7 separate regions of the Mus musculus genome follow, and all the other regions are linked to region 5. The links are chromatin contacts, called in public ChIA-PET, HiChIP or PLAC-seq and promoter capture Hi-C maps. All regions are on one chromosome and are shown on one strand. The core of a region is the stretch at or near the end of the contact, and the rest is flanking DNA. Distances in the headings are between cores, read along the strand shown.

The links. Promoter capture Hi-C pulls out the DNA fragments that hold promoters and counts their contacts. ChIA-PET counts read pairs in DNA pulled down with a chosen protein or histone mark. HiChIP or PLAC-seq counts read pairs in DNA pulled down with a chosen protein or histone mark.
Region 1: a promoter capture Hi-C map of embryonic stem cells shows a contact between it and region 5, with 3 times the contacts expected there. The contact joins the promoter of Nfkbie here to the promoter of Runx2 in region 5. A contact is called at or near these places in 2 of 39 promoter capture datasets (embryonic stem cells and neural stem cells), 1 of 484 Hi-C or Micro-C datasets (embryonic stem cells) and 1 of 115 datasets of contacts at active chromatin or transcription factors (pancreatic cancer cells).
Region 2: an H3K27ac HiChIP or PLAC-seq map of the NIH/3T3 cell line shows a contact between it and region 5, with 15 times the contacts expected there. The contact joins the enhancer-like site here to the promoter of Runx2 in region 5. A contact is called at or near these places in 11 of 39 promoter capture datasets (the 3T3-L1 cell line, 3T3-L1-derived adipocytes, the HPC-7 cell line and 6 more), 2 of 15 datasets of contacts at CTCF or cohesin (the NIH/3T3 cell line and pro-B cells), 13 of 484 Hi-C or Micro-C datasets (3T3-L1-derived adipocytes, B cells, adipose-derived mesenchymal stem cells and 8 more), 16 of 115 datasets of contacts at active chromatin or transcription factors (the NIH/3T3 cell line, SST interneurons, acute myeloid leukemia and 11 more) and 1 of 9 other capture datasets (embryonic stem cells).
Region 3: a contact with region 5 is called in an H3K4me3 HiChIP or PLAC-seq map of stem cell-derived neural progenitor cells, with 3 times the contacts expected there. The contact joins the promoter of Enpp4 here to the promoter of Runx2 in region 5. A contact is called at or near these places in 1 of 39 promoter capture datasets (embryonic stem cells) and 1 of 115 datasets of contacts at active chromatin or transcription factors (stem cell-derived neural progenitor cells).
Region 4: a contact with region 5 is called in a FOXA1 HiChIP or PLAC-seq map of pancreatic cancer cells. The contact joins the promoter of Aars2 here to the promoter of Runx2 in region 5. A contact is called at or near these places in 2 of 115 datasets of contacts at active chromatin or transcription factors (embryonic forebrain and pancreatic cancer cells).
Region 6: an RNA polymerase II ChIA-PET map of effector CD8 T cells shows a contact between it and region 5, with 6 read pairs. The contact joins the promoter of Hsp90ab1 here to the promoter of Runx2 in region 5. A contact is called at or near these places in 4 of 115 datasets of contacts at active chromatin or transcription factors (bone marrow-derived macrophages, effector CD8 T cells, memory CD8 T cells and 1 more) and 1 of 9 other capture datasets (liver).
Region 7: a contact with region 5 is called in a FOXA1 HiChIP or PLAC-seq map of pancreatic cancer cells. The contact joins the promoter of Slc29a1 here to the promoter of Runx2 in region 5. A contact is called at or near these places in 2 of 115 datasets of contacts at active chromatin or transcription factors (bone marrow-derived macrophages and pancreatic cancer cells).

What each region holds. Positions count from the first base shown.
Region 1 is chr17:45,554,050-45,557,583 of GRCm38.p6, reverse strand. It overlaps Nfkbie (nuclear factor of kappa light polypeptide gene enhancer in B cells inhibitor, epsilon), which reads right to left and starts at 1,884. Exons shown (of 6, transcript NM_008690.4): 1 at 1,270-1,884. The coding sequence starts at 1,643.
Region 2 is chr17:45,399,649-45,403,138 of GRCm38.p6, reverse strand. All of the region lies in intron 14 of Cdc5l (cell division cycle 5-like (S. pombe)), which reads left to right. Among named protein-coding and RNA genes, the nearest start is that of Cdc5l, 32 kb to the left of the region's middle. Within about 2 kb of position 1,803, at least 49 of the 459 cell types and tissues checked have an H3K27ac peak or open chromatin away from gene starts, as enhancers often do. A contact at or near this core is called in 3T3-L1-derived adipocytes, the NIH/3T3 cell line, beige adipocytes and 3 more, where this site is marked.
Region 3 is chr17:44,103,851-44,107,375 of GRCm38.p6, reverse strand. Enpp4 (ectonucleotide pyrophosphatase/phosphodiesterase 4) reads left to right here and starts at 1,568. Exons shown (of 4, transcript NM_199016.2): 1 at 1,568-1,727. Gm34917 (predicted gene, 34917) reads right to left here and starts at 1,592. Exons shown (of 4, transcript NR_167720.1): 1 at 1,309-1,592.
Region 4 is chr17:45,504,978-45,508,247 of GRCm38.p6, reverse strand. It overlaps Aars2 (alanyl-tRNA synthetase 2, mitochondrial), which reads right to left and starts at 1,407. Exons shown (of 22, transcript NM_198608.2): 1 at 1,167-1,407; 2 at 538-729. The coding sequence starts at 1,394.
Region 5 is chr17:44,734,456-44,737,946 of GRCm38.p6, reverse strand. It overlaps Runx2 (runt related transcription factor 2), which reads left to right and starts at 1,299. Exons shown (of 7, transcript NM_001145920.2): 1 at 1,299-2,714. The coding sequence starts at 2,313. RefSeq lists a cis regulatory region at 400-408 and a promoter at 1-1,544.
Region 6 is chr17:45,571,264-45,574,898 of GRCm38.p6, reverse strand. Hsp90ab1 (heat shock protein 90 alpha (cytosolic), class B member 1) reads left to right here and starts at 1,638. Exons shown (of 11, transcript NM_008302.3): 1 at 1,638-1,732; 2 at 2,988-3,134; 3 at 3,280-3,486. The coding sequence starts at 2,988. It overlaps Gm35399 (a long non-coding RNA gene), which reads right to left and starts at 1,584. Exons shown (of 2, transcript XR_385595.1): 1 at 1,503-1,584; 2 at 109-1,402.
Region 7 is chr17:45,594,177-45,597,938 of GRCm38.p6, reverse strand. Slc29a1 (solute carrier family 29 (nucleoside transporters), member 1) reads left to right here and starts at 2,409. Exons shown (of 14, transcript NM_001357771.2): 1 at 2,409-2,457.

The DNA of each region.
Region 1 (3,534 bases), core at 635-3,134, 820 kb before region 5:
AGGGCCTGCTCTCTGGGTCACATTCCTGCAGCCACCTCCCTCTCTCCCTCAGTCTCCCCTCCTCCTGCCCACTTCCTTTTCCCACTTCCATACTTCCCACAGTCCAGCCACCTCCAAAGGAGGGAAGATGTCTGCTGGGGGCTGGGGGGGAGGGGGCTGATGCTTCTCCAGACACACTGGATCTGTCTCTAAGCAGAGTGTGTCAAGGCTGCATGCAGCACAGGGGCTAACCGTGGAGGGCGCGGTGGCCCGAGAAGCTGTGCACAGAGCTCCCAGAACTCTGAGGTCCTGGCCTAAGGGTTGTGACTGGCGCCTGAAATACAAAAGGCCTCTCTCCTGCTCACAGGATGGAGACTATCTTTGCTAGTACCCAACCAAGACCCCTACATCTCCAACAAGCAGGTCAGGACAGGTACCCCCTGCATCCCAGCGTCTCTCTCATCTAGCTAGCACTCCAGCTGCCCCTGCTCTAACACCCACAAAGCCCAGTCACCTCTTCTGCACTTGACACCTACACACTTGATAGCCTCACAGTCCAGCTGCACCTGATTCCAGCTGGACCTAAGGGAGAAAAGGGAGATCAAGAGATGGGACAGCAAGAAGAATTTGGGGAGCTCAGGAGGTAACTGTTGGGGAGGCTGAGGCCAAGCCATTACTTCCCTTTTCTCAGCAGAGGAGGAAGTGAGCTGGGGCAGCCAGCTGCCTATCCTGTTTGTTGGGGGCAAAAATTCTCAGTCTAGTCCCTCTTTTGGAACCACTTTCAAATGGGCATCCAGGTAGCACCGTTAATCCAGGCTTCCTGAGCTCAGATGACAACCTGTAATCCTGGTGTAGTCTTTTTTCCCCCCTCTGGTTAGGGTGTTCTGAAGTTAGGCATTGGTATCCCAAATATTGAGCAAACAGGGACATTCCTTCCCCCAACAAGAAAAACAAAAACTGAATTGGTTGCGGGGGAATTCCTCTTCCCAGGAGTGGGTCACTAGTAGATTTTCAAGACTGTGGCTGGTGTTCTAGGTTACAAGGGCACTGCTATCCTGTCCACTCCCAAAAGAGGTGATGATGTCTGGTTTTTGGTCTGAACCTGGCTACAGCTTAAAAGCAAGTTGCAAGTTAAGTTTGGAGTTTGGAGAAGGAGGCTGGCCCTTCCAGGGCAGGTGCTGTGAGGGTCTATCCTCTCGGGTGATGAAGTGGTGGTGGTAGCCCAGCCAGTTGCAGCTCGGAGGGGGGCTCTAACTGAACATCTTATCTCAGCCTAGCCAGTTTACTCACGTGTCTCCATCCTCAGAGATGTATGTGAGCGCCTCGAGTTGCTGAGGGCTCAGCACCCCCGCGGGGGGCAGCGGCGATCCTGGGGCGGGAGGGCTTGGATCCTTGGCTTCGGGTCTCTCCAGTAAGGGGAAGGATTCAGTGAGAGAGGAGGAGGCATAAGTGGAGTCCGCTCGCTCTCCATCCGCATCTTCTTTCTCTGGTTCCTTGTGGGTCTCCGGAGCATGTCTCCAAGGCTGTGGGCAGCCGCTTTGGGATGATCCGGAGCCTGGGGCCGCAGTAGGTTCAGGCAGGGAGCGTAGAGAGCGCAGCGACTCTATGCCAGAGTCACACTGGCTATCATCCGCCTCGTCCGGCCCCTTCCGCGCATCCGACATGCCGGCCGCGCCAGCCCGGGGTCCAGGGTCCAGCGGGATCTAACTCTGAGGTGTGCAAAAGCGAGCTTTTCCGGGTTTGTGTGACCGCCTAACAGAACCAGAGTCACTCTCCGAGCGGCTTCATTACCTGCCTGTGCAGGCGCGGGGAGCGGATGAGAAAAGCGAGAGGTCCAGGGCGCCGGCCAGGTCCACCGCAGCGGGTGCTTTGGGCAGCTGAACGGTCCCTAGTTAGGTCTTCTCTGTCGCCCCGCCCCCGGACCCAAGAAGTGGCCCGCAGCCACTGCCACGCCCACAGCCCCGCCCTCAAAGGAGCTTCCGGGTAGAGCCCCGCCCCTCCGGAATCCCCCTGTTTGCTGCTTGCGTAGGCAGGGAGTCTCTGGTTACCAGTCTTGACTCACTCCTGCGTGGATTGTTTCGCCCATTCATTCATTCACTCATTCTTCCCCTTCCCTTTTATTTCATTCACTAATTCCGTGCATTTGTTTGTTCCTTCTTTTTAGTTCCGTGGTGTCTTCATTCATTTATTCATTCAATTGTTTAAAAAGTGTATTTTTAAAAAACTTTTCTGCATAAACCGGCTACTTTGTGGGGAGTTTGTGTAGGTTGGTGGTGGTGGTGGGGTGTCTTAGCGTTTCTATTGCTGCAATGAAATACCCTGACCAAAAAGCAAATTGGGGAGAGAAGGTTTTATTCGGCTTATACTTCAAGATCATAATCCATTATCAAAGGAAGTCAGGACAAAACTGAAACAGGACATGATCCTGGAGGGAGAAGCTGATGCAGAGGCCATGGGGAGCGTCTTGCACACTGGCTTGCTCCCCATGGCTTGCTCAGCCTGCTTTCTTATAGAACCCAGGAATACCAGCCCAGGGATGGCATCATGCACAATGGGATGGGGTGGGCCTTCCCCATCAGTCACTAATTAAGAAAGAGGCTTACAGCTGGATCTTATGGAGGCATTTTAACCGAGGTTCCCTCTTTTCAGATGACGCTGGCTCCCATCAAGTTGCCTGACTAGCCAGCACAGATGGGGAAGGGGTGGTGATGGTGGCTCTGCTTGCTATCCTCTGCCTATTTTTTTCTCAACTTCTCTTGCCTTTTCACTTATTTTCAATCAGTGCTCAGGGGGATTGGTAAGAGAGAGTGCATCTATTATCTTCAGGGGAGCAGCTTTTCCCTGGGAAACCTTCATAGACAGTTCTGGGTCAACTCCCCTGATGATAGACTTGGCAGGAGGATGTGATCTGGGGAAGTGGGTTTTCTAGGGAGGACTTATCTCACAAGCCTTGGTGGTCATGGGGTTTCTTCTTCCTTGCAGGGTGTGCACTGGCCTTTGGTAGGTACAGGAGATGGCTGCCCCCAGCAGTCAAAGAAGTTTAGTTCCTCACAGTGGAGCCAGGGTGGGGAGGCCCCTGACACTACTGAAGTTTCCACCCTAGCCCTGAAGTCTTTCCCCTCCCTTCTTGCTTTTCTTCAACATGACTAGGGTTTGAGAGAACACCACCCACAGGCGATCCCTGAGATGGAGCATCTTGCTGCTCTTTTCTTGGGGCTAGCAATGCCCTTAGAAGACCATTGCCAACCATAGGAACAGCTTCATTGCATCCTTGGTACTGGGGGATGGGGGAGCTAGCAGAGATAGCTATTATGAGCCATTCTCTTCTGCCTCCCCCCCCAAAAAAACCTTATTTTCTTCATCCATTCACTCGTTTGCAAACATATGGAGCCACTCTTGAAAATGACCCAGGTTCAATTCCCAACATCCACAGGTGGGCTAACAACCATCTGAGATCTAATATGATGCCCTTTTCTGACCTCCACAGACACTAGATATGAACAGATGCAGGCAAGACACTTATACACATAAAATAAAAATAAAAAATAAATAACT
Region 2 (3,490 bases), core at 554-3,053, 660 kb before region 5:
TTTAAAATGAAGAGGATAATCCCCCTGAATCTCACTTACTCTGCTGAGGCTCTAACTTGAATCTCACTTACTCTGCTGAGGCTCTAACTTTCATGACAGCAAACAAATGTCACAGCGTGAGTGCTGCTGTGAAGTCCAGTGACTCTTCTCTGTTGGATCAGCCCTGAGAATTCTGAAGGGAATAGCACAGCGAGCCTCCGCTGTTCTGTTCTGTTCTGTTGGAGAGGTACTTGGGTTGTTGTGAGCAGTCATTAAAAACATGTGGTTCTCTTTGTTCACTTCATACCAGGACTGAAGTCTTCTGTTGAACTGTTTTTGTTGAGGGATTGCTGATGTTGGAAGAATATTCATAAAACAGTCTAAAGTACTTTTTTTTCTCTTTTTGACTCTTGGGTAACTTGGCTTATTGTTAACCCAGCTAGTTAATTTTAAGGAATATTTAATCAAATCTTTCAATTAGTAAACTCTTATTCCAAAAGAACGTTTATTAAGTCTTCAGGAAGAAGAGAAGCAATTCAGAGATCCAAATAAACAAAGCTTCCATTTAGTGTGTATCCATCCATAAATCACAGCTAGATTTCTCAGAGCTCCTGAAGACAACAGTTTACTGGTTTGAAATATATAAATACTTTATTTCAACTGTGTGGTGATTCTTTCATCATCTCAGTTGATTGCTAAATTATAAACATCATTCAGAGTTCACTGTGAGGAGGAACTGTAGTTAGATGGTGTAGCTAACTGCTAATCCTCTACTTGAGGCTCAGGAAGGTGGGCTTTCTGGGCAAGCACAGTGCACCATGGCTGCCAGTGTTTGACCTTTGCTGCCATGAACTTTGGAATAGTGAATCCAAATTGTGGCTCCATCTCAAGCCCATCAGGCAAGAAAACACGCAGAGTTGTCATGGCTGGTGTTTCCTAAGCATACTTAAAAATATCCTCTGGAGTTTATACTGTGGGTCATTTTTTTTTTTTTGAGCCACCACTTATGTTTAATATTTGTAACTTGGCACTTAAAAAAAAATGTTCTTAAGATTCTTAAAACTGGGACTCAGTAGTTACAAGCACCAGCTGCTCTTATAGAGGACCCAGGTTCAAGTTCCAGCACCTACATGGCAGCTCACAACTGTCTGTATATAACTCCATTTTTAGGGGCTTAATATCCTCACACAGACTTACATGCAGGCAAAACACAGTGCTCATAAAAATAACAGTAAATAAATAAATCATTAAAAAAGAGATACTTAAGACTAATAGAACCATTTCTTTGATGCAGCACATGGTTGGATGTGCTTCTGAGCCTGTTAAGCATTGTAGTCACAGATCAGAAGTAAGTGGGAACCAGTCTGCATTGTAACTGAATTCGGGGATTCTATTTTGCAATGGAGGCAGAATTAACTGGAACCTTGTCAGACATTTGTTTGTAAAGGGGCAAGCAGAAATAAGAGCTCAGGAAAGTTGTGCAAGTACAGCGTACAGAGGCATTTTAACATGCAGCAGAAAGTCCCAGCCTTGGAGTAACTTCTGGGGCTGTTATGAGCTCCTGTGGGAGGTTAGAGCTTTTATTGTTTCTAGTATTTCTCCCAGAGTAACAGAGAGGCTCAATTTCTGTTCCCTGCCATGACTCTAAGAAAATGAGGGATGGCTGTAATTCATTGTAGAAAAACTTTCACCAAATTGTTAAAGATAAAGTGCTTTCCCCTTACTTACTCACACATTTAGGGAACACTGCTAGATAACTGCTGTGTTCCAGACACTGCTCTAGCCTGGACACATGACAGGGAACAAGACTGACATGTGCTTCGCTCTTGTGGACTTGGGTTCTCTGGAAGCATTAGCGGAGGGCCTCATTTTCGGATGATGCTAGCATTAGTCATTTCTGTGTTTGGGAAGTGCAGAGAGAATTTGAAGTGTTCTAAGTTGTTTCCACTTTGAGTGGAAATAGGAAATCATCTGAAGACATAATTAGTTTGAGTGAAGCAGTTTCCATTAGGAGCACAAGTGAAATAAAAAGCCAGAATTTAGGCCCTGCCATTAAGTTTAATAATATTTGAAATTGTAACTACACTGCTGTGTTGAGGAAGCATGACTAGAAAGTGGGTTTTGTCATGTTAGCTATAAAAATGGAAAGGCTGTCCTCAGAGGTAGAAACCAGGCCCAGTGGGGACACTGTTCTCCATATGTTACTTGCACAGTCAATATAGTCAAGAAATATTATGTAATGTTGACTTCTTGCAAACAAGTGGCTTACAGAACAGAGGTAGCAATTTAAAGGCCTTCTTGGTATATTTCTTAAAGCTCTGCCAAGGACCCTGACTTTGTGAGAGTTACATTATAGCATAATTGGCTGTACTGCAGATCCCATTTTTCAGTGCTTTTCATTATAGAGGCAGATATTTTAACACAGGAAAAGATGCACTTGTTACTCCACAGTGAAAACTTAGGCTAAGGATTAAGTTGGTCGGCATTGCTGGCTAGAGAAGTCTGTGCTGGAAATACGTCTATAGCTGTCCATCTGTTTTCCTGAGGCTGGGATGGCTGGAATAGGTGGCACGGGGTACATAGGAGGACTCTTTAGTCCTTGATAATTCTCTTTCCCCAGTTCTGCTGTCTGTCATCTGTCATGCCTCTTCAGGCTCCTGGCAGATTTCTTAGTTGTCTCCAGCAAGAACTCAGATAGGAGCTGACACTGGGGTCAGAGATCGAGCAGCACAGCCGTGTTGCTCAGTCCTCCTCTGCATGAGTTGAATTTGTGTTTTATCTCCTAGTCTGAGGATGCAACTTGCTCTGTGGTGCTGTCAGGTGCCTGGCTGCCTTGCTTGTTATCTAATGCTTACTAAGTCTCATAGATCACTTGAACCTGCATCTTATCAGTAGAGGGAAGGGTCATGAGAAAAACTTGATGCGAATAAGGAGTGCGGAGTGCGGTGATGGAAGGCGAGGTACTGGTGACCGGTCTGAGCGTGTTGTGGTGATTGAACTCCATCTTGCTTTGACAGGATCCTGTAGCTGAGTGATGGACTGGCAGTGAGCTGCCGTCTGCTGTGTGTTTATTTTGGGTGTCCCTAAACCTCTTTTTATATAAGGTTATATTCTGGCCCTTAAGCAAGTTTCAGTGAGGGATGCTCTGAATGTTTCTGAACCTCACTGGAATGGGCTTAAACTGTAGACAGTATAGGAGACCCAAGGAGAATGTGTTTATTTTGGAATTACTTAAGCTTAGTAACCTTAACAAACGCAGTGAGCTTGAAAGTAACAATTAGACTTTTATAAGCCCCATACAGCTCCCTTTGTAATGACCCGAGGAAACACTTACGGGTCCGCTGATTCATCTCCTGGGGACCATCAGTTTTCCACTGGTCTCTGGCCAGTCTGTTTTAGACAGTTTCTCTTCTATGCACTTAAAAATAACATTTCTAGACGTTTTTCTAAAAATAATACCTGTGCTTTGTAGAAAATGTAAGAAAAATAGAGAAACTGCAGAAGAAAAGAA
Region 3 (3,525 bases), core at 319-2,818, 630 kb after region 5:
TATTTTTGTTTTTTTTTGTTTTTGTTTTTGTTTTTTTTTTTTTTTTTTTGCATCAGGATATGCAGAATCTCGGTTCCCAAAAGCAGAAATTTAAGTCCTGTTAAACTGTACATTGCATAAACTCCCCTAGAACTCCATCTTACCCTATTGTTCAAAACAATTGGCGGTATCGCAGTGACAATGGCAGCTAACACGATGACCGGTGACTGGCTGAGTGCTTTATTTGCTTTAGAAAACGTATTGGACAAGAACCCTGAGAGGTTGGTCCAGGACTTGCTCTGCAGATGAGGAGATAAAGCTCAAACAGGTTGAGGCACAACCTTACTCAGTGCCCAACATTACTCAGTGCTGGCCAAGCCAACCTGTGGGTCCAAGACGCTCCAGTTTGTGAATGTACAGGATAGCTGGAGGCTTGAAACTGGAATCAATAATGAACTGACTACACTCATATTAAAATTGTCTCCTTGATTGCACCCAGGCTCTGAATTATGGCTGTACTCTCAACTCAGAGCAGGGTACCAAATTCAGCCTTTGACGTTTAATGCCCAGAACCCAATAAATCCAGCTACTGGGTTTCCAGCTAAGTCTTTTAGATTTCAGGGTATAGTATATGATTTTGATATCCTTAACTCGATTAATTGTATCCCCTTAAGTATCTTGTGTGTAGATACTGTAATGAAAACATTTTCTGAGCACTTGCATCTTAACAGAGGAAGCATTTAAACATGGAGTACCTTAACATACCTCGTTAAACCCAAAAATCATTGAGTAAGTCCATGCATGTCAGGTTCACCTTTGGGCATTAGAGATACAAAGAAAAAATACTAACCTCTTTGTCAACTATGTCTGGGCAATACAAATATTAAAGAAATATATCTCGGGCAATTCTGCTAATTAAGTTTGAAGTTGGATAATTCAGCTATTAATACTAGTTTTAAAGGCACGAGCATAATTTCACATCCACGGCTGTGGCAAAATTAGAACAAACTTAGTTTGAGGACCCCAACAGACTTTTATTTGGGACTGTAGAAACAGACAACACCTTATTCTAAATAGAAGGAATGTGCGCGTGAGATGACCAGAGGATGATTTTAAAACAGAAAGGGAATTTTAAAAGGCAGAAACATGACCAGAAAAAAAAAATGAACTGGTTGTTTCAGAGTGTCTTTCCTTGTGCAGGTGAAGGCAAAAGGAACTTCTTCGTCTTCTGCCTAAAACAAGGGACCCACAACAGAGTAATAAGAAAAGGGCAGCCAGGGCGGGTGAGAGGGTGGGAAAGGCAAACCTCTCTGTCCAGCTCCATTCTACCTGTCTCCGAGTGGTACCGTTAAATGAACCAATGGGTAAGGGAGTCCCATTCACCGCGGGCTCGGGCATCCAATCCGGGTACGCGTCTCACACTCGGCGGTCGGCCCCAGGCGCTCTCTGCGGCGTCCCGCAGCAGCTGCGCACTGGGAGCCTCCGGAGCGCCCCGGGGCAGCGCCAGTCTCTGCGGGGGCCCGCGCGCGGGGGGTGGGGGGGGGCGTCCGCTACTGCGCAGGCGTCCCAGGAAGCGCTCCGCGGAGCCGCGCTCCGCCCGCGTCCGCCGACCAGATAGTGGCCGGGAGCGCGGGGTTCCGCTAGCGCTGAGTTCCGCGCGCCAGACCGAAGTGGCGGTGGAGGCGGGTGAGTCCCGGAGGGAAATGCCACTCCCTTCCCCAGCTCGCCGAGGGCGGAGGGTAGAGACGGTGAGAGCTTCTGGTTCCTTCTTCTCCACCCGCGGGTCGGTTCCGCTAGTGGAGACGCGCGTGGGGTGACCAGGGAGGCGGGGAGGAGGAGCATACGGCGGCAGGTGGATGTCAACTGTGGCGTTAGGTGAGGGGCGGGGGTCATGGCCGGGGTCAGGGTCAGGGTCAAGGCGTAAGGGCGGGGCCACGGCTGCCTGGGTGTCAGCTTCAGGGTCAGTGCTTTCGTGCTGTCAATTGGCATTCCTGATCTAAAATGTAGAGAGCAGGCTGAGGGAGATGCCGGATGCTGGGTAGGCGCTGCGCAAACAACCCTTCCCAATGCTGGAGCCAGCCCTGAGCCTGGATGGCTGTCCAGCCAGTGACTGGAAAAAAAATCCCCTGTACCTTTGGTGGGACTCCAGAGGAGCCAGCTGCAGAGAGAAGCACGCGGATGTGTGGGTTTCCCCTTTCTTCCAGTTTCCCCAGAGATTTCTCAGTTTTAGGGGGACTGTTGAGTTTTCGTGCTTCTCCCCTGCCTTACCCCTCAACTAAGTTTAAAGGCAGTTTTACTGGGTGTGCCTGGGAAGAAAGTTTGTTGGATGTACATCATGGGGCATTTTGTGTGCAGTAAGATGTAACTGAGTTGAAGATGCTATGTGTGGCCTAGAACAGCGGAGAACCATTTAGAATCGTAGAATCATTGAGACTTAGAAAACTTTCAGGGAGTTGGGTTTCTTCCCTTAGGTTAAGCACTTAATAAAAATCTATGGGTAAACCACCTGTTACCTGTGCCACACGGGCAATAAAGGATATTGCTATTTTAAAGCCACATTTGAATTTCTTTGCTTCAAAGAGCAGAGGGAATGCTAAGGCTGATCAGGGACTTTTCCCTTACCCTCTTCCAGTCCAAGCCTTCGATGGTCTAGGATTCAGTGAGAGCTGATGGACGTTTAGGCAAACAGTTAACCCAGAGGAGGCAAGGGATATTTCCCCACCCCCACCCCCAAACTGGAGACTATATCAGATTTCCAGTTACTGCTAGTCCAGATATATCTGCCCTTTCCCCTCCCCTGCCCCCCTTTTTAAATTCCCTTTGGGGTTTTGTTGGGGTGAGAATTACAGAATTTCTTACAGCATTTTATAATTTCACTCCTGGATCCATGGCTTTCTCATTCCATGAAAATGGTCTGAGGACCTTTGGATGGGCGATTTGTTTATAGCTGAAGACTCAGTGTTAGCATGAAACATGGATCTCTACTCTGCTGAGGAAAGCTGTCCTGACAGACATGGCTCTGTTTAGCTCAGAGAGTGGTGTCCGGCTTGTTAACTTGTAATGTTTCTATACATGTTACAAGCAAGAAATTAAGATGGTAGTAAACTTTCTGAATCCTACCAGTCGGTAGACTAAAGAGCTACCATGGATAGAAAGAGACTAAAGTCTTCTTAGTTTATCATTAGTTCCATTGTAACATTCTGCCTGCCATAGCACAGGCCTAACTAACTTTATAACTAAAATGGATGAGGGAAGTGAATATTGAGGACCTGCTCCTAAACTTTATGCATTGACCTTTTACCTACAAGAACGGGAAGCTAGGAGAGAACAGATGGCCAAGGACCCTATCTTCTGGCAGACTTTTCTACTCTGTCCACATTGCTGAGCTTAAAGACAAGCAGTGCTTTCGATTCCCCTAAGAGTTCTGGGATTCATAATAGCACGTGTTCTGTTTTGTTTTGTTCTGTTTTGTTTTGTTTTTAAACATCCTCTTTATTCAGGATTTGGGGAAGAAAGTTTTTCTCATTTGTGTTTTGTGGGAGAAGG
Region 4 (3,270 bases), core at 158-2,657, 770 kb before region 5:
TTCATGTCCAATGACAATCTCAATACAGCTGCCTGGCTATCTGCTCAGCTAACTTTTAAATAGCCATTAAGCAGGAGACAACCCCTTCCTTCAATCAGCGAAGTGAGGCATATTCTTTCCTATTGGATGTCGTGTGTGTATGTGTGTGCCCGTGCCCGTGTATGTGTGGTGTACACACCTGTAACATGTGGACATGTGCTTGTGAAAGTCAAAGGACAACTATGGGTGACTGTACTTAGGAGCTAATTTTTGTTTAAAACAGGGTCTCTCATTAGCTTGGGACTTTGATGTTGGCCAGACTAGCTTGTCTGTGAACTTCTTCAGGGATCTGTTTCCATCTCCCATCTGGCCATTCCAGCATCATAGGCACACACCGTTAGCCCGCACTTTAAATTCGAGTTCTGGGGAATCCACAAGCACTTTACCAACCCAGTCATCTTTCTGTCTCCCCTATAACACACTGTGTTTAGCTCTTGGTCACAACATCCAGCACTCAGGGTTCAAAGACTTTAACTCTAGAGCTCCCTGGAAACTCACCTTAAAATATTCACCCCCGAAAGCCCAGTTGCCAAGCATCTCGAAAAACGTATGATGAGAGAGATCACGCCCCACATCCTCCAGGTCGTTATGGCGTCCTCCAGCCCTGACACACTTCTGGCTATTAACTACACGTCGGAAGCCTGCCATCTCACTTCGTGGATCCACTGTGCCCAGGAAGATGGGCTTGAACTAGAAGCACATAAAAGTCAGGAAGGGTAGAGAAGAGGTAAATGAACTTAAACAAGAGACTCTGCCTAGTAAAAAGTAGTAAAATTTACAGATAAGGGAAGTGGTTGGACAGAATCAAAGCTTCAAGAATATTACCAAGCACCTAGCAGGAGTGCAATAAATGTCTACTCAATGGATGAATTTTATTTATTTAAATAGTCTTCCACTCAGAGCCTGCCCCTCAGGACTTCACAGCTGCTATCCAGAGATAATAAACTTAATTTCTCCCCACAAGTTTCCAAGCTAATTCCCCAAGACCTAACCAGGCCCCCACCCCATTTTACCCAGCCTCTCTTCCACTCAGAGTTCCGCCCCTCACTTTTTTGGTCCAATCCTGAAGCGCTTTTCTCAGGCTGACTCCCGAGCTCCGCCCCCGATCGGTGTGGCCCCGCCCCTACCTGGTTCATGCCTGCATTGACGAAAAGCAGGCTGGGGTCGCCGCGCGGCCTCACGGTAGCGGAGGGCACGAGCCGGTGGCCGTGGCGATCTCGGAAGAAGCTCAGGAAGGCGTCCCGCACGGCCGCTCCGTGGGGTGGACCGGGCTCGGTTGAGAAAGGCTGCCATGGGCACGACCTCCCAATGGCTCGCCGCAGCTTACCGGCTGCGGCAGCCAACGCCACCGCCATCTTAGCTCCGGGCAACGGCTTCGCGGGGTCAAAGAGTGACGTTCGAAAGGACGCCTAGTGTTTCCTACAGCGGCCCCTGGCGGGTGGAAGACTTGGGGGGGGGGCAAGTCTCAGCTTCTAGTGAAAGTGTTTCCCCAAGAAGGGGACTTCTTCCCCTGGCGAGCGGCTCAGCATACCGTAACTTTGCATAGAGTAGGCCCTTAATTCATCCAGGATTGAACAGATAATTATAAAAAGATCATTACATGCTAGGCTGTATTTTGAACGTTAGTAGCAATATTAACACAATGCCTCTGCTTCCAAAATCTGTATTCTGGCAGTAATGGTTGTTGTGCTATTGATTTTGTGGAGTTGCAAAGGAACAGGTGTGGGTGCAATTCGGTGCGTGGACCGTGTGGTTTGTGCTGATCCAGGCTGAAGAGTGCCAAGGGATCGTGAGTATTCAAGAGGTGGTCAAGAACCCTGCGTAAGTGCCAGGCACTGCTCTAAGACCTTGCCAGGTCCTCTTCTGCCCTCGGTTTGCAGAGCCACTTTGTCCTTAGGGACTGAAGCAGGTTCTTTGGAGCAGGAGTCTGGTGGAGACACAGAAGCCAGACTGCATCTGCTCCATTATTAATTGCTTAATGACATTTGGTCTTTTAATTTGCTTGGGGATGAGAGAATCCAGGTCGACAGGTCAGGACAAAGCTGTTGGCTGAGAGCTGTGGCGATGGCTTTCCATGAGCCTCCCAGGGCCCTGAGGCTTTGAATTTTGCTGAGAGAAAAGAGATACCTGTCCTGGCAGGCCCAGTCCCCTTGACTTCCTTTCTATGGTAACAGACCTTGTGGGTGCAGCTAGACAGCTCAAGGACTTCTCATGATGACCTTGCTTGACCTTTAGTCTGGGAAAGTTAGCAGATCTAGGAAGAGAAAGGGATTTGCCAAGTTTAAGACCCAACAGAGCAGTGGTTCTCACCCTGTGGGTTGCAACCACATAGGGTTGCATATCATTCATTTACATTACGATTTGTAACAATAGCAAAATTACAGTTATGAAGTAGCAATGAAATAATTCTATGGTTAGGGGCCATCACAACATGAGGAACTGTTTTAAAGGGTTGAAGCATTAGGAAGGTTGAGAGCCACTGCACTAGAGGTTACAGAACTGAGGTCTTTGTGGTCAGAAGGACAGCCTTGGCCACCCAGGGGGCTCTTTTGGCCACCAGTCTTTGTGTGTTATTTGGGTCTTTTGAACTTTTGAAGCACAGCTTCTTTTCGGGGAATACATAGTCTATTTTGGACTTGAGTTTCTATAGCAATAGTGAATTCTGACAAGCCTGTATATCTATCCCGTGATCCTCTGCCTTCTCTTTTCCATGTAGGTTAAAGGTGTTGTTCTGCCTCTTTTGGTTTCCTCCAGGGTGTTTGGAACAGAAACCTGAAGCCAGATGGGGATTTTTGAGATTGGTGACCTTGAGAAAACACTGAAATTCTTTAACTAACTGCGATGAGCCCGTTTTCCCAGCTAGAGGAGAAGGAGATCCTCTGCCCTTGTGTTATAGTAGCGAATCTGTACTTTAGACTAACTCAAAAGCAGCACATAGTGGCTTTCACACTTACGCCCAGCACTTGGGAAGGAGAGGCAGGTGGCTCTCTGTGAATTTGAAGGCAGCCTGAACTACAGAGTGCAAGACAGCCAGGCCTACTCAGAGACCCTGTCAGGAAGAAGAAGAAGAAGGAGGAGGAGGAGGAGGAGGAGGAGGAGGAGAAGGAGAAGGAGAAGAAGAAGCAAAAGGACTGGGTACAGAAATGGCTGGGTTATATAGGGAAGGGTAGTTGGGGGAAGGGTAGCCCAGCCCCTGGGCTGGAGAAGTTTAGGATAGGGGGCAGGGGGCAG
Region 5 (3,491 bases), core at 50-2,549:
CGAGTTGCAAAGAGGCGCAAACAACCTCTTTTGCGCGCTCCGGGTACCTTTTCTGGGCCCTGCTGGGCGCGCGGGGAGGGAAGGTCAGAGAGTGGCAACTGCGCTAGGGAGGGTCATGACAGGTCCCTTGCTGAATTTGGAAGGCATTTGCACCCCAGCAGTAAAAGCCCCAAATTAATGGCTACGTGAAGAGCTTTAAATAAGACGGATGGTGAGAAATGTTACCCAGCTAGCCCTCTTCTTTAGTCCTCCTAGGGGACGACTCCCAATTTTTCATTGATTTCACCAAATCACAGTTGCGTCAACTACCTTGTTACGAATCGCCGGGGATTTTGGTAAAATGATTCTATTTGGAAGCGTTGGAAGTTTTAAAATAATAGGTTAGGCAAGACATATAACAGAACATCACGCTGAGAGGTGAGCCAGCCCGATATTGCTTCTGCCTGGTTCTTGGGGTGTATCAGCCTCCGGCGGATTTCCCGGCTTCTGTGGGCGCCGCCGCACGTTGTTTGATTTGTTTTGAAGGCTCAGAATTTGAGGCTGGTCGGAGACACCCACGTGCTTCTGATTCCCATCAGTATAATGATCGCCTCAGTTTGAGTCGTGTCTATATAAACCACAAAAACCTAATCATTAGAAATCCCAGCCTCCAAAAACCACATTTTAGGTAAAAAAACAAACAAAAAAAAAAAAAACAAACAAAAAAAAAACAAAACTGCTGCCGCTCCCCGCACTCCTTCATCTCTCAACCACAATCTTTTGGGGATTCCAAAATCGCCTCCCCCCATAACGCCGGGAAACAAAAACATAAATAAATAATTACTGAACTTTTTTTTAAACTTTTTATTTTTAACCCCCCAAAGTGGGGAGTGGCTAGAAAGACAGTTAGACACTAGACTTAGTCTGAGACGAAGACTACACTTAATAAAAGATTGGGAAATGAATGGATAACCGCTGTGTATTCCCCCTTTCCCAGCAAGCATTTTATCAACTTACAACTTATTTTAATTACCAAGCTGTCATTTTTTAGTTCTTTTTATTAAAAAAGCAACCCATCCTTATTCTCCAATAATGACAAGAAGGAATATATAAGAAAAGTGTCCAGACATCCGTTAGAGTTTCTAAAACTATTTTGACAAACACTCCTGTCACCCATTTTGGTGTCACCTAAGGGGGGGCACTCCCGAAGCCTGTAAAAACCTGCCCCCCGCCCCAACCAATGTGGGGTGGGGTTGGGGGCAGGGTGAAGAGTGCTCAGAAGTCAACGTGGAGACTTGAGAATTTCCCTTCCTCCTCTCCTGAAGTTAACAACGAAAAATTAACGCCAGTCGGAGCAGCCTGAGGCTCTCCCGCTTCTCAGCTTTAGCGTCGTCAGACCGAGAAGTGGTTCCCGGTCCTGAGGGTGAAGTGGGGAGCCGAGGACGCAGGCGGCGATGTCCTAGGCGGGGACCTCCTCCCTACAGCTTCGGGCGCCGAGCGAGCGCAGCGGCGCTTCTAGCGGCCGGCGGGCGGCGGCAGCGGCTGCGATCCGCAGGCTCCAGATCTGTCGCCCCGAGATCCGCTCTCCCCCCGCCCCCACTTACCTCCCGGCACCTTGAAACGCGAGGGGGGCCCGGGGCACTTTGCAAAGAGCAGGAGAGACGAGGCTGCGAGCTAGACGGCGGCGAAGGAGAGGGCGAGAGGAGAAGCCGGGGAAAGGAAGGACTCGGCGGCCGGAGGACTCGGAGCGCGCTGCCGGCGCGGGGAGCGCGCAGCGGCCTCGGAGGAGGAGGCGGAGGAGGCGGCGCGGGCAAGCGACGGCGCCGCGAGCTGGGCAGCCGCGCTCTGCTTGGCGGTGGCGGACAGCGAGGAGCCACACGCACCGCCGAGATGGACTGCTGAACCTGCGGGGCTCCACTACCGTACTGGAACCCGGAGCGGGGCGCCAGCGCACCCAGGACACGGTGCCCCAAGGGGCCCCTACTGCAAGCTGTTAACTTCAAGTCCCTTGCGGCGGCTGGGCCAAACACGCCCCCGCGTCCCGCTCGTTGCAGCCACCGCCAGGGACTCCCAAGCCTCCCGGTGGAGATCCGCGCCTCTCGGGTGTCCCCACCCGCTACCCCGACTCTGTCCGGTCTCCAGTCGCCGGCCCCCAGCAGACTCCGCCCGGCACACGGCTTCCTCGAACTTGATTTCTCACCTCCTCTGTCCCGTCACCTCCATCCTCTTTCCGCCCCCGTCTCGCCTCCACCCCCTCGATTTCCTCCTCCTCGCCCCCCATTTCCACCCTCCTCCCCCTCCCCCGGCCACTTCGCTAACTTGTGGCTGTTGTGATGCGTATTCCTGTAGATCCGAGCACCAGCCGGCGCTTCAGCCCCCCCTCCAGCAGCCTGCAGCCCGGCAAGATGAGCGACGTGAGCCCGGTGGTGGCTGCGCAGCAGCAGCAACAGCAGCAGCAGCAGCAGCAACAGCAGCAGCAACAACAGCAACAGCAACAACAGCAGCAGCAGCAGCAGCAGCAGGAGGCGGCCGCAGCAGCAGCGGCGGCAGCGGCGGCGGCAGCAGCGGCGGCGGCCGCAGTGCCCCGATTGAGGCCGCCGCACGACAACCGCACCATGGTGGAGATCATCGCGGACCACCCGGCCGAACTGGTCCGCACCGACAGTCCCAACTTCCTGTGCTCCGTGCTGCCCTCGCACTGGCGGTGCAACAAGACCCTGCCCGTGGCCTTCAAGGTAAGAGACTGGTCACCCCCAGATCCTGGCCCGGCCCCATGGAACCTTCCCGCCGTGGTCTCGGTGCCCATGGGTGTCCTCCAAGACTCCAGCCTTGGTGGCTCCACTCAGGGGACCGAGGTGGCTCTGATCTACATACCCCGCAGCGGCCACCGCGAGCAGATCCCCCTTCTCACCTGTGCGCCCACTACCATGTAAGCCTAGGTTCCCTTGCTTCTTCATCCTTCAGTCTTCCAGGCGCGGTTCTTGCCTCTTTCCCTGCTGTGAGACTCCTGGGCCCCCAGACGCCCCGAGGCGCCCACTGTGAGCTGCAAGCTTCCTCCCGCCCCCTTCTCCCGGGGTCTCCTCACTCCACACGGGCATCCCGGCCTCTCCTCTCCGGGATTCTGTGCGCTCCTTCCCGCTTTCCCCTTTGCAGACGCAGGCCTCTACCCCGAACTAGGTGTCCCTTTCCCGGATTGGTTGCCGTTTGGCACTCCCGGCTGCTCCCCGGCTTGGCCCGGTTGCCTGCAGGGTGCCAGCACCGGAGGGCGCTTGCGCCTGGGGCGAGATGAGGTGCCAATCGAGGAGCGTAGGTTGAGAGTGCTCAGTAAACTTGGGGATGGACGCGGGAGAGCGGGGACAGACGGGACATTCGCGCCCTCCTCGGCCGGCACTGGTTCCCGTTACTTGGAGGAAGGCGGGGCCGCCGGGGTTTCGGCTTCTATCAGGGCCAGGCAGGAGCAGGGAGTTGCGGGGGGTTCGGGGCTCTGCGCCCCCGAGTGCGGGAGTGATGAG
Region 6 (3,635 bases), core at 389-2,888, 840 kb before region 5:
CACACACACACACACACACACACACACACACACACACACACACACAGAATTAAGGAGAGGCTAACAGACAGTGCAGGATGGGATGATAACAGACGAAGTAGACAGAGGCAAGGAGAAAGCAACTACTGTTTAACAATGAATGCACATTAGACAGACTGCAGGCAAGCACCGGGAACAAAGGTGTGGGCGGTGGTGTGGGGACACAAGCCAGCATGAGCTAAGATAGCAGAGCACTGAGTGCCCATCCTCTACTGGAGGGCTCATCAGTCCAACAAGCTTCCAGATGCAGCCTTGGAAAAAGGCAAGGCTAGATTGCCAGCTGAAGGACATGGCAGGCCACCTTTAGAACAGAGGCACTGGCACAACTTGGTTTTCTGGCTCCTGGAACTGGGCCAACCTGTGACCAGCACCTTCATGCGGATGCCTAGAACTCCAGCTTCTCTGAAAAGACTGGGACCTGCTCCTCTCTAGGTCCAAAGAGCTGCATGCAGTAGGGAAGAGGCTAGAGAAGCGAAACCAGCTTGAGAAACAGCTTGTGCTCACATAGGGAGGGCGCACGTACCCGCGCGCTGTGTACGTGGGAGACCGGGGAGGCTGAGGGGTGGGGAGTGTTCTACCCAGTAGCGCAAGCTGCTAGCTCGGTTCTCTGTTCACTAGAAGGTGTCCGCAGTCACTCACCCCCACAGCCCCCGTGCCCTGTGACCGATCCAGGTCAGCTATCCCTCCCTCTGCGCTCCACTCCCCCACTGTTATGTGGGCCTCTTAGGGCCACGCGTGGAGGGTCGTTCAACCCTGGCCCACGGTAGGCAGACTTGGGGAAAATTTCTTCCCAGGGTAAGATCAAGGTAGGGGAAAAAAAAAAAAAAAAAAAGCCACCCAGCCAAGCGGCGACGAAGACACTGCCCCCGCCGCAGCAGGGGAGGTGGAGCCTAGGGGGGAGGGGTGGAGACCGCCGAGACAGGCCTAGAAACTGCTGGAAGAAATCGCAGCACCACCGCTGCTGATCCTTCCGCCGCAGGCCGCCAAAGAGTCCCTACCAGCCCAGGCCCGTGCCCCTCCCCTCGGGGAAAGCGGCTCCCAGCCTGAAGCTGTGCTGTACCCGGGAGGGTGGGGATGGGGGAATCGGGGGCCTCCTTAAAGTTGGACAAGGAATTTATCATCCTTTTCTCTTGATGTGCGATTTGTAGGGAACATTCTAGTAAGATCGGGTCTGGAAATGGCAGCCGAGTTGGCCACCTCCATTCTCTTTCAGTCCCCTGAGTTCTGGACTCTTGGGGGGTGGGGGGGTGGAAGCGCCTACCTTGAGTTTTCTGAGGCAGTCCGTAGGGTATTCGCCCGCAGATACATCCCTAATTGCATATGCATGCTCCCTGCTCATCTTGAGGGGGGACATGTCCTACTCCTGCAGAAATGGGGGATGTGCAAAACGATATTGAATTGGCCTTGACTCAGGAACCAGGCCCGGGGTCCCGCTCCTCCCCGCCCCCTCCACGATCTGCTACCATGACGTCAAGGTGGGCGGGCGGCGGCAGGTGCGTGGCCCGCAGCCACTCCTTTAAGGCGGAGGGATCCAAGGGCGGGGCCCGGGCTGTGCTTCGCCTTATATAGGGCGGTCGGGGGCGTTCGGGAGCTCTCTTGAGTCACCCCCGCGCAGCCTAGGCTTGCCGTGCGAGTCGGACTTGGTCCGGGCCCACCACCCTGCTCTGTACTACTACTCGGCTTTCCCGTCAAGGTAAGGCCGGGGTCTCTCGTCCCCGGCGGCTCTCCGGGGGCTTCTTCCCGGGGTCCCAGCCTCCATCTCATCTGTCCCAAAGCCTCCTTCCCCGGCGGGGCAGCCTGTGGAGATAACGTGTCTAGAGGTTAGAGGTTCGGGCTGTACCCCGGCGGGCTTGCACGCGAGGCTCCCCGGGGCGGGTGGATTCCCCGGAGCGTGGGGTGGGGGTGCGGCCCGGCCAGGTGGTGGGCGGCCGCACGTGGTAGTCGCCGACCCGGGACGCTGCCATGTTTGCCCTCCACTTCCGGGCGCGGCTGCAGGGTCCGCGCGGTGGCGGGCTGCTCTGCGTGACTCAGCAAGGCCTGGGGAGGTTGGCCTGGCTGCCTCCCCCGGACGCCGCCGGTACCAACGTGCTTGATTTTGGGGAGGGGTGCACAGCAGGGACGCCGGAACCCACCGCGCTTTCCCTTTCCAGATCTTTCTGCCCTCCCAGTGGAGGGCGGGGGAGGAGAGACAGAGCAGGCACGAGAAGATTCCTAGGTCCCTCCCTTTCTCCTCCCCTCCCCGGAGCTCAGATTGTTCTGGAAGCCTGGGCGCCCCGCCCCAGTGCCCGGATGCTGGGGCGGTGGGAGGGTTTCAATGGCGCCCCCTCCCCGTGTGGCTCCTGCCGACGCATGTCCGGCAGTGACGAGGGTCGTTGGACGGCTGGGCCACCATTTTACTTGGGTTCCGGCCTATGCAAGTCTGCACAGTGAGTGGTCACGGTGGAGCTCTTGATTTCTTTGTCCTGATTTAATTGCCCCGTGAGCGCCTCCCAGACTACAGCTTCAAGGTTCTCTTGCCCTGCTGGGTGGAATAAAATAAAAATTAAAAAAGACTGCTTTTTCTGTTAAAGTTGTTCCTCACCCCAATGAGGAGATTGTAGTTAAGGGGTGTGAGTACCAGGGGTTGCTTGAGGTTCTTTTTTATGTATTGTTAACTTAGTCTGGATTTTTACCATATTGCCAGGTGTTCTGTTCAGAGTCAGTGAGCTATGCACTGAACATGCCAATGTTCAAGAGTTTGACTTTTGGGCATCTGTTCTGGAAAACCCATCTTTTAGGTTTTTTTCTGTCATTTTTGTCTTGGCCATTGTAGCTTAAATGTCCTTTTTTAAAGAAAATGGCTGCTCTTGTCTCTTTGGGTTGGATACTTTCCCAGACTAAAGAAGTTTGAGCTGGATATTAAAATGTGTGTCTATAATGGTCCTTAGTAGTAATTCTTTCATTCTTAGATGCCTGAGGAAGTGCACCATGGAGAGGAGGAGGTGGAGACCTTTGCCTTTCAGGCAGAAATTGCCCAGCTCATGTCCCTCATCATCAACACTTTCTATTCAAACAAGGAGATTTTCCTCCGCGAGTTGATCTCTAATGCTTCAGATGTGAGTATTCTGTTGTTGAATTTCTAAGGCTTCACGGAAGTGTGTGTGTGTGTGGGAGTGATTGAGAAGAACAGTTCAGTTGATGTTGAAGGGGGAGGGACTGTTTGGAAAAATAAAATAATCTGGCTTTTTGCGTTTACTACAGGCCCTGGACAAGATTCGATATGAGAGCCTGACGGACCCTTCTAAGTTGGACAGTGGGAAAGAGCTGAAAATTGACATCATCCCCAACCCTCAGGAGCGCACGCTGACTTTGGTGGACACAGGCATTGGCATGACCAAGGCTGACCTCATTAATAACCTGGGAACCATTGCTAAGTCTGGCACGAAGGCGTTCATGGAGGCTCTCCAGGTGTGTGGCCTTTCATCCACACCGTCCTCTAATTTGTTACTGCTTAAGTTAAAATTTGTCTGTCTAGGGTATTACATATTAGGACACTTATTAGAAAAAAAGTACAAGTGGTTGGTCAGGACAGCTTTGACCCCTAGATCTCTGGACAT
Region 7 (3,762 bases), core at 1,160-3,659, 860 kb before region 5:
AAACACTCTTGCAGCCAACACAGATGGTCAGATGGCTGTTGCTAACAGCTGAGAGAACAGGGCCTGGAGAGGGGAGAGAGGAGAGGGGGGAGGGGGAGGGGGAGGAGAGAGGAGAGAGGAAAGAGGAGGAGAGAGGAGGGAGAGAGAGAGAGAAAGAGAGAGAGAAGGGCAGGGGAGGGGAGAGGAGGGGAGGGGAGGGGAGGGGAGGGGAGAGGAGAGGAGAGGAGAGAGGAGAGGAGAGGAGAGGAGAGGAGAGGAGAGGAGAGGAGAGGAGAGGAGAGGAGAGGAGAGGAGAGGAGAGGAGAGGAGAGGAGAGGAGAGGAGAGGAGAGGAGAGGAGAGAGGAAGAGAGAGAGAGAGAGAGAGAGAGAGAGAGAGAGAGAGAGAGAGAGAGAGAGAGTTGAGTGTGGTGGGAAGCAAACCTACCTTCTAAAGGGTGAGGGGCAGAAATGATAGAGTTAGCCACAGTCCCAGCTGGGGTGGGGGACAGGACATAAAGGTGAGCCATGAGGTCAGGTGGACCAGCCCTCCTGACCCAACCTTAGTGACAGGGAATGGGGAGCCATGATATGAGGAGGAAGGTAAAAAGAGAGGCCTGGTAGACGTGCCTGAGGATCTGCCAGGCCCAGGCTTGTGCGAGCTGGGTTCCCAGGGCTGTCCAGCAGAGGGCCCGGGCACCAGCAACTGCCTGAGGCTGCCTGGGGTGTGGGTGCTGGCTGGAACCCATGCAAGGAGCTTGCCAGATGGGCTGTTCTCCAATAATAACAGGCCTGCCTGTGGCCATCTGCATAGACGGCCAGGTCCCAGTGGGCATGAGGAAAGGAACCAGCCTTCCCCAGTCTGGCTGGGACCCTTACCACTTCGTCTGTCCACTTCCAGCTCACTTTGCACACAAGGGCTCCCAGCCTGACCATGCCTAGTCGATCTCTCCCACAGCTGTGCCAGCTATGGTAACAGAGCCAGACTTGGGAAGGGAAAGAGGGGGTGAGGTGTGTGTGTGTGGGGGGGGGCAACGGAAGAAGGGAGGCAAAGGCAGGGAGAGACAGACCAGACAAACAGGGCAGGGATCTGGCGTTGTGGACAGACATGAGGCTACTCTTAAGCCATGGGATAGTGCCCAGAAAAATACCACCCAAGCCTGACTTCCTGCCCTCTGTTTGCTTAGTGCTAGTGGGGAGATGTGTCATCTCTGTGGGAGCAGGAAGGCTGTATACGCCCCCACCAGAGCAGCTTGAGAGAACCCACTGTCCTACAGAGTCAGCTACCTCCTAAGGGCTCAGTCGTCCTCTGGGGAGACTGAGTGCGTCTTTTCCCTACGATGTTAGCACTGGTAATTGTTAATTAGCTCCAATGGTTTCTCTGGAGCACAGGTTCCTTAGGGAGGTGGGGTGAGACAGGCAATCTGGATGGGATGTTCTTGCCTCAGGACCCTCCCCAACTTCTGGGATACATCAGTAGGGAGTGCTACTGTAGGGGGTCCCTCCTCCTTTGTACCCCAGCGGGGGGGGGGGGGGGAAGGAAGGAAGGGGAGGGGTATGAATGGTAAGAGGCTCAGCAAGGCTTCTAGCCCCGAGGGTTATCTTGGGATGGGACATGGGACAGTGAAATGCTGGCTAGGACAAAGATGTGCAGGATGTGAGGCCTTTCTTCCTGGCTCCCCTTTCTCCGGTCTCCAGCTGTGTTTCAGTTTTCTTAGAGGCCTCAGGGCTGTCCTCTTATGCCTTCATAAAGGAGCCTTCAAGGCAACATGGGGATGGGGGGGGGAGAGATGCTGTTTGTGTGGTGTGCGGCGAGTCTGAGGGCAGGAGAGAGAAAACAAAACACCTCCAGCGTCTGGGTTCCAGAACGCTCAAATCTGAGGTATCCCAGAAAGTCTTCTTGAAGGGAAAAGGAGGAGTGGAAAGGAAAAAGGATGTATTAGAAGGGTGTGTGTGTGTGTGTGTGTGTGAGGGGGTTGCTAGCAGTAAAACGGTGGAGTGTGAATAATGGCGTGGGCGGGGTTCGGAGAGGGATAACGGAACACCTGAGGTGGAGCGTGGCTTGTGGGGGCGTCTGGACCTGGGTGAGCAGAGGGCCTGTCTGTGCAAGAGTCCCGCCGTGGAATGTGTAGGAGTTAGGAGCGCAGGGCCAGCGCGGAAATTAGGGGTACGCAGTGGGGGGCCCGTGCCCCCCTCCCAGGCTCGCGTGTCCGGGTGACAGTTGGGAAGGGTCCAAAGACGTGCTCCGCCATCGAAGCCAGCAGCCCTGGCGGCCCTAGGCGTAGGGTCTCTGACTGGGAGCCGGTGAACTGTTGAGGGGGCGGCGAGGAGCCTGGGGGCGGGGCTGTCGCCGGGAGGAGGTGGCTCCCACGGGCCCGGGGCGGACCCAGCAGAGGGCGGGTTTGAAAGCGCTCGGGCGGGCGCGGGAAGCGCTGGCCAAGCGCGCAGATTTCGTCGCCGGAGGTGTCCTTCTCCAGCAGGTGCTCGTAGGGCTTGGGTGGGACATGTTGGGGACTCCGGGGTAGAGAGTGGAGTGTCCGGCTTGCCAGGAGGGAAAAGGAGGCCCGGTCTGCCAGCTCCGAGGCCGCGACAGGGACTTTGGGGTGCGGCCCCCACGCGGCGCGTGCAGAGCAGCGCCAGCACGTGGCGCGCATGGGCCTGGCTCTGGGTAGGGGGACTCTCCTTTTGTGGGGACCAGGGCGGAGCTGGGCCCAAGACAGCCTGGCTTCTGGGCCTGGAAGCGACTGTCGCTGTGTTGACTTCCGCAGAGGATCGGCGTGTGGGTAGTTCAATGCTACAGTCCTGTGTGAACTAGAGGGAGGGGTTGTGTTGCCTTCTGCCCCGAGGCAGGAGGATGGGGAATGCGGGAATACAAATGGACGTGAAGGGAGCTAGCTGGCCATTTACAGACTAAACTCCTGTTCCTGGCCTCCCTTTCCTGGGCGAGTCCTCATTTACTCTACGCGGAGAGTGAACGTGTGACAAGATAAAGGACTGACGCGCACACCCAGGCTTCCTTTGGATGAAGGCTCTCTCCACCCCTGCACCTTATACCCCATTCGGGTCCTCTTGCCAAGCCTGAGCCAACCCCCTCTTCTCCATTAACCCTCCTTCCGTCCTGTTCCTCTTGTCCTGCTTGTGTGACCTTTGCATACAATAATATATGCGTGGTGGAATGGTTGTGAGTTGTCATGACTCTGAAACTAATGTTATGTGAAAGAATGGCCTGAATCTCCCACTTGTTTTAACCCTTTAATTGGAGCACTGTTGCCTTCCTGGAAGCCTACACGAATAGCTGAGGAGCCTTGTTAATTTTGCCTTCCCCACTTGAGAAGGAATCTAGAATGATCGGTACATTGAGTATTGATGCTGTCACCCCCATTCACCAGCTCTGCGGGCTTTCTCAAGTGATGGAGCCTCTTTAAACCTCAATCGCCCTAACTGTTTAGTAGAAACGGGGCAGCTGGAAGAGGGGCATCCTCAGATTTCAAGAGAAGATTCCGATGTAGCAGAAACTAGGCTGAGAAACTGAGCTATGTGAGAGGACCCTTAGGACGCAGGAAGGCCTCAGATGGGCGATAGCTTTCAGGGCCTCTCCATCTCGGCAGGTCAAGGCATGGCTGAAATGATACCAGAGGCCCTGAACTGCTATCAGATCTCTACTGGGACAAAAGTAAAGAAAGCCCCTAAGCAGCAAATGGAATGTTTGGATGTGGGTGGAACCCGAGAGGTGGGAATTTCTGCAAGGGGAGAAGTGATGTGTGTGTGTGTGTGTGTGTGTGTGT